Regions from separate parts of the Astyanax mexicanus genome. Here region 1 is linked to region 2. The links are chromatin contacts, called in public Hi-C maps. All regions are on one chromosome and are shown on one strand. Each heading gives the region's core, a stretch centred on a gene start, on an enhancer-like site or on the middle of the called end of the contact. The rest is flanking DNA. Distances are from core to core; before and after follow the strand shown. Region 1 holds the start of rnls (renalase, FAD-dependent amine oxidase). Region 2 holds the start of ptenb (phosphatase and tensin homolog B).

What was found. Hi-C and Micro-C count contacts between places; a contact is called where the count stands out from the background.
Region 1: a Hi-C map of muscle shows a contact between it and region 2, with 6 times the contacts expected there. The contact joins the promoter of rnls here to the promoter of ptenb in region 2. A contact is called at or near these places in 2 of 3 Hi-C or Micro-C datasets (both in muscle).

The regions. Positions count from the first base shown.
Region 1 is chr15:25,482,011-25,485,438 of AstMex3_surface, forward strand. rnls (renalase, FAD-dependent amine oxidase) reads right to left here and starts at 1,291. Exons shown (of 8, transcript XM_007251153.4): 1 at 1,027-1,291. The coding sequence starts at 1,144. lipf (lipase, gastric) reads left to right here and starts at 2,130. Exons shown (of 10, transcript XM_022664792.2): 1 at 2,130-2,230.
Region 2 is chr15:25,335,529-25,338,701 of AstMex3_surface, forward strand. ptenb (phosphatase and tensin homolog B) reads left to right here and starts at 1,370. Exons shown (of 9, transcript XM_007251161.3): 1 at 1,370-2,282. The coding sequence starts at 2,204.

The DNA of each region.
Region 1 (3,428 bases), core at 41-2,540, 150 kb after region 2:
CACAGACAAATATGTAAATATGCTATATATTACATTAACAAATAAACAAACTTTTTCGCATTTTTGGCCAAAAATGTATTTCTAGTTCATGATCTAATGTAAAAGTCATCGCTAAAGAAAAACTATTTTCCATCTAAAACATTATATATAAACATTCATACATTTACTGTTTTTTGGGGCCTTGGAACAAAGCTCTTCAGTATCACCACCTCCCTGCCCTTAAACAGGTACATAAACTTGAACATCCCACCACCTAATCTCCTAATTCTTTTGTCTGCTTCAAACCATTTTGATCAATGACTTCTTGTTTGAATACACCTCTTCAATTTCAAACCCTGTACTGTTTCCTCTAATCTCTCACATCACCCTTAATCAAATCTCAATGAAACACTTAAAACAACAGATCAGCAAAACATCAACAGCGTTGATGATCAGATTAAAAGCATTCATCACTGAAGCTCTACCTGTAGTTGATTAACCAACACAAATCGTCATAAAATAGTTTTTTTTTCACTTAACTTTAACTAAGTAAATACAAACAAAATGCTATGTAAACAAATCATCAGAAGACATGAATAGACACACATCTTGCATGAAAACTGTGATTAAAACCAGGGTTATTCCACCAAATACTGAAAAAATATCTTGAAAATGAGTGAATGAGCAAAACAACAGAAAATGTTTATGGAAAAAAACATTTCTTTGGGTAGTGCTTGCTAAAAGTTACAATATCCTGCATGTAAATCTCGGTCACTTCAGGCATTACTCTGGCCCACTAATCAGCTCTAGATATGGATCAGCTGGTTGACCTTTGCCATGTAATGAAGTAGCTAGATAACTAGCTAGCTAGTTAGCTAGCAAGTTAGTTAGACAGCAGACTCTGAACTTATTCAGAATATCCTCGCGAGTAACAGTTGCAGCTGCAGCTTTGTTACCAGAGGTCTGCATAAAGCACACGGTGGTTATTTGGTCATTTTAATGCAGCTAAAAGTCAATAAACTAAGTGAAGGGTAGGTTAAGGCTGACCTGCTCCCCGGGACTTCTCCCACACCACTATCTGTACCCTGTCTGCCAGCTCCCGCCGCAGCAGACAGGCACACAGACTGCCCGTGAGTCCAGCCCCGACTATAAGCACCCGTGACATCTTCTAAAACTATTAAAAGACGTTAAAACGTCTATGTATGTTTAACGTGAAGCTGCGGCTCTGTAGCGGCTATAAAACTGGCGCCTGCCCTTTTAAAGAGACAGCAACGACTTCTCGCTGTTGGCCAAAAAAAACTCTCTCAGAGTTCACCAGCGTAGTCTATTACAGTGACAAGCGTAGTCTATTACAGTGCCGTAAGCGAAGCCTGTATCCCAAACCGCACACTACTACACTAGGAAGTGTGTTAAAAACGGTCTTTTTCTTACCACTAGAACTGCCCTCATTAGTGTTAGATCTGAAATATAGAGCTTTGTGGATTGAAACGCGCCCGCACTGTAGGTTTACGGAACACCGCATTAATGTACTAAATAAAAGATTTTACATTTTAATTTATTAAACATTTTAAATATAAAACAGGGCTTATACATCAAACAAATTAATTATTATTTAGGATATATATTACAGATTTTAATTCATGTTTATTTTTTATATAATACACGCTTTGCATTATAAGTTCATAAGTTGATTATATGGAAAATGTTACGAAGAATAGATTATGAAACATGTTTCATAATTAACTGGAATCCCTAATTAGTTTGGGAGTTTAAATTTATATTTAAAAAATATCTGAAATATTATATTTTAATATAACATAATTTAAAGGCTAATAATAAAAAAATAAAGCGATTGTCAAGTCCTGAAACATACAGTACGTGTTTTTATAATGAACTGAAATTCAAAATTACATTTTTTTTAATGACCTGAAATATTATATTTTTAAATGATTGACAACTTGAATGAATAAAAAAAACAAAGCAATTATTAAACACAGATAGAGAGAATTTATGTATTTGCATTACATGCACATCACATCATCATTATCACACATAAATATCCATCCTCTGATGTTATTTATTAAGTGATGGGATGTGTCTATGTTGTAACACCCCCACACTCCCCTTTTTCTCTGAACCCCTCCGAACAGTTGTGGGCGGGGTTTGCGGAGGAGGGGGCGGAGAGATGGTCATCACGTGTCACATTCTTGCAGGACTTTGTTGCTAAGCGGGTTGTCAAAGGGAGGTGAAGGTAAGCGCTGTGCTAATTCTCTATTTCTGTAGTAATTTATCTAATTTAAAAGTAGACATTTATTTTAAACGTATTGTACATAATCAGGCTAGTTTAACGCTTAGATTAAGGAGATTGCTGCTCTTTAGCTCTTTGCCTTGCTTTTAGCATAGGGTGACATAAGGGTGACTTAAGTTGTGTCTTGTTCGGTCGGTGGTAACGCTGTTATTAACGTTAGAGTAGTTAACTGTTAATTATAATTCACCATATGAATTATTGATCAGATTCATGTGTTTAGAGGGCATTAAGCAACTAGGGAACAGTCAGATCCGATAAGAAAGTGTGCAGGAATTATTTGGTTGTATCTACATTTCTTTGTTTTAGTTCAGACAGCAGGCAATGAGACTTTTGTTTCTTAACAAAAGCTAAAGTGTAGCCTTTCACACCATCATCCCCCATCCCCAGCCTGCTTCACCCAGTGCCCAGTAATGTCTGTGAACTTTCCCATAATCAAGTGACTACAGAGCTGTCATGCTAGAGGAGTGGAGGTTGTGGTTAAAGTTAGCCCATTCCAGAAGCCAGTTTTCTATGTGACCAATAGAAATACAGTACCAGTCAAAAGTTGGAACATTCTCATTCAATGTTTTTCTTTATTTCCTTTTTTTAAACATATCTTTATCACATTTTCAAAATGACAGAAGAAATTGAAGCACCAACATCACACACAAAAAGGAAAAAAAAAATAATAATATATATATATATATATAATAAGGGTACGAAATGTTCTTAGTTCTCTCATTGTAGAATTGGTACACCTTAGCCATGTCCTGTTCTTTTTTTAATTATTTTATTTATTTTCTACATTGTAGATTACTATTAGAGACATAAAAACAATTAATGGAAATATACAGGATAAAATATAAAAAAAAATTGTGACCTCCACAGTTTCCCTAATCTAAACCTGATCAACTGAGAAGGGTGTTTTGAGGTGATTTGGGGGTGAGCTGGAGCTTCACAGCGTGAAGGAAAATGAGCAACTATTGTTCAGCACCTCCAGAAACTCCTTCCAAAGGCTGAGAAAACTATTCTAGGTGACTCTACTTCTTTAAGAGACTGAGATTAAAATACCAAGTGTGTGCAGATCTGTCCTCAAAGATAAATGTGGTACTTAGAAAAATATAGTATACTCTGGTTTGTTTAACACTTTATGTTTACAGAA
Region 2 (3,173 bases), core at 120-2,619:
CCCGCAAGGACCTTATGAGTAGCCCGCAGGCCTGGTCTAAAAATAGCATTTTTGTTGCTATTCTTTTTTTTTTTAAATCACAGTTGCATTGATGTAATTTTAGATTATATTACATTAATATTAGCTTAGAGATAGCCTATAGTTTATATATTATTATACAATATAATGTAATATAATATGTAATATTATATTAAAATATAATATAAAATGTAAACACTTGCAGAGATTTATAATAATAGTGTTGCCTATTGATATCTGTGTCTTCACATAGATGAATGTCATTAATTATTAATAATAACATATAATTAAAGGTAAATTGAGAAAATTTGTAATTTCACGAGTGTGTATCAAACTGGTAGCCCTTCGCATTAATTGGTACCCAAGAAGTAGCTCTCAGGTTCAAAAAGGTTGGTGACCCCTGGTTTAAATGATAGTATACAGTATGGGCAAGCAGCAGGTTTTTATGTAAGAGGATCACATTATGCTGACAGATGGCGCTAAAGAACAAAGATTTGTTATTTTAAAAGGCTGGAACCATAGTACCTCTGTCCCGCCCCGTGGGCCAAAATGAACATTTAGTACCCATGACAGAGAGCTCAGGACACTAGGTACATTCACAAATCCCACCTGACAGCCACAGTTAATGATGAAAACGACCCTCATACGAACTGTAACCGTGAGACAGACTTCTATTTTTTTTTCCTGAGACGCCTTGGTAGCAGCTTTATACTCGGCTCGGCCTCACTTTTCTGCTTGCGTAAGCATTTCAGTAATTTCCTGCCCACTGTTGCGGGATTGTCTAGCAGAAGGGGGCAACTAGACTTTCTGAGATTTTTTACACCCCCCTCCCCACCCCCTATTTAGTGAAAAACCTTACAGTGGCGTCCTGGGGGTCTTTAGGTCAGAGTTTGCGCTGTGAGAGCCCTCCAATAACACTAGCAACCACGAAACATCTCATTAGAAACACACGAAAAGAGACAAATATATGACAAAGTAATGTGATGTAAAAATACAGGACACTTCCCTCATTTCTGGAGACACGTGACTCAACACTGGAACAAAAATCAGTGGTTCGCGTGTGTGGTACGTGTATGTGTGTGCGCGTCTCCCTCCGCCAACGGCAGTGACGGTTGGGGGGGTTAGTTAATTAATTAAAAGGAAAAAAGCGCGACAGCTCCAGTAACATTGTGGGATTTTTGTTTGTGGTTTGAAGTGTGTTGAGGGCACAAGCATGAGTTATTTTAATAGATATTTTACTTATACGAGCTATGTCTATAAGCGCGCGCCATCAGCTAGTTCTAGGACTAGTTCGTGTTGCGGAGGAATACCTCTTTCGAACTGCTTGAGCGTTAAGGCATTTTTTTCTATTGGAAGCCATGATGGAAGTTGAGCAGGAGAGTTTAACGGCGAAGCGGAGCGTCACACACACCGACAGACCGACCAACCGCCTCTTGTAGCTAAATTACAAACTAACTCCTCTCACTAGGCTCTTTTTAATACTATGGTGGAGGCTGTCAGGATTTTCTTCATGCTTTGGAATAATTCACACGACGCGGACGTTTGAATTTCGCCCCCTTTTATTTGTATTTTCTTCGTTTTAGAAAGATGTTCGTACGCGCTAGCTGGCTAGTTAGCTCTCCGGCTAGCAATTCGTTAACTGGAGCTTCGCAGACGGAGAGCCCGAGTGTGTGAGAGTGTGTTTGAGTGAGAGAGAGATAGAGAGAGAGAGAGAGAGAGAGAGTGAGAGTGTGTGTGTGTGTGTGTCTGTCACTGTTAACTTAGGTTATCTAGCTAGTATATTCTGGCTTGGAGACGTCGGAGAGGACCCTCTCCGCCTTTTCGGCACCAATCACGGCGACTGCGGCGGACCCAGAGACTTGGCGAGCCTTAGCGACACCACCGAGACGCGGAGGAGGACCGTCTGTCTGTCCGCCTGGAGGGTTTTTGGCCTCTCGGTGGGCTTTGGGGAGCCGGGGCCGGGCCTGCTGTGGCCTTCACCTTTACAAGCGAGCGGCAGACTGCTCACGGCCGCTAGCTAGCAGGTAAAGACCTGGCCAGGGTCGTCCATAGGACTTCTACAAAACCGTGGAGAGAGGATACGATAGACGAGGCGGCGGCGGCGGTGGCGGCAGCGGCTGCATTGCGCCCGGAGGCAACGATACTCTCGCTTACCCTAAAAACCATAAAGACTCCTTTCACAGCTATGGCTACGATCATACAGAAGATGGTCAGCCGAAACAAAAGGAGATACCAGGAGGATGGCTTCGACTTGGACTTGACATGTATCCTCTTCTAGCTTGCTGTTTTATTTGTTGGGGCTGCGTTTGGGAAGGAGGGGGTTTTGTAAGCTACAGCTTGCTACTGCTGTTAGCTAGCTAACACGGTTTGTCCTCAGTCCAAAGTGACCAGTTAGCTAGCTTGCTTACTGGATAGGTTAGCCAATGCTAGCTAGTCCAGTGCAGCATCGCTGCTTGTAACTGTTACGTTAGTGGCGGAGGATTTTAGCCAACGCTAGCTCGCTAGCGTAACGTTATAATGAACCCATTTTGTAATTTAACATATTAGTTACCTAGCTAATGTAGGTTACGTTAGTTGACTAGTATTGGCGTTGACATTGTTAACTAGCTAACATATCTAGTTAGCTATTTGGCTGTTCGCTAATTAATCCGCCAGCGTTAGTCATGCTCTAGTATCTTGGCTAGCTTGCTATTATATCTAACTGGGTTTCCTTTTGCAGACTAGCTAAATCCCGAGGGTCGTCATCTGCATAGATGGGTTAGGTAGCTGACTACCTAACTTAGCTATCTAACTAAGTTTGTAGAAATGCATATTTACGCGGAGTCTCTTTTTATCCCCCAATTAAATTCAAACTAAGATGTTTTGTTCAGTGCCAGCTTTACAGGCTAGGGTTAACGCTAGCTAACCTAGCTAGCTCCACTGACTCCAGTGTCAAGCTTTTTTTTCCTGCTGGAAGGTTGTGAGGTAACGTTAGCTAACGCTGCCCAGCGTTAGATATCCTGTCATTGTTTGCTTAGTCAATTTGCTGTATTACATGTGTGGTTGTTGGTCATCGACGTCGATGGCTTTTTAAGTCACGATTGTGCCGAACAGGGCTCAAGCTAGCTGGGCTTGCTTGTTCTTTGAAACAAAAGATACATCTTCTGCGACGCTCA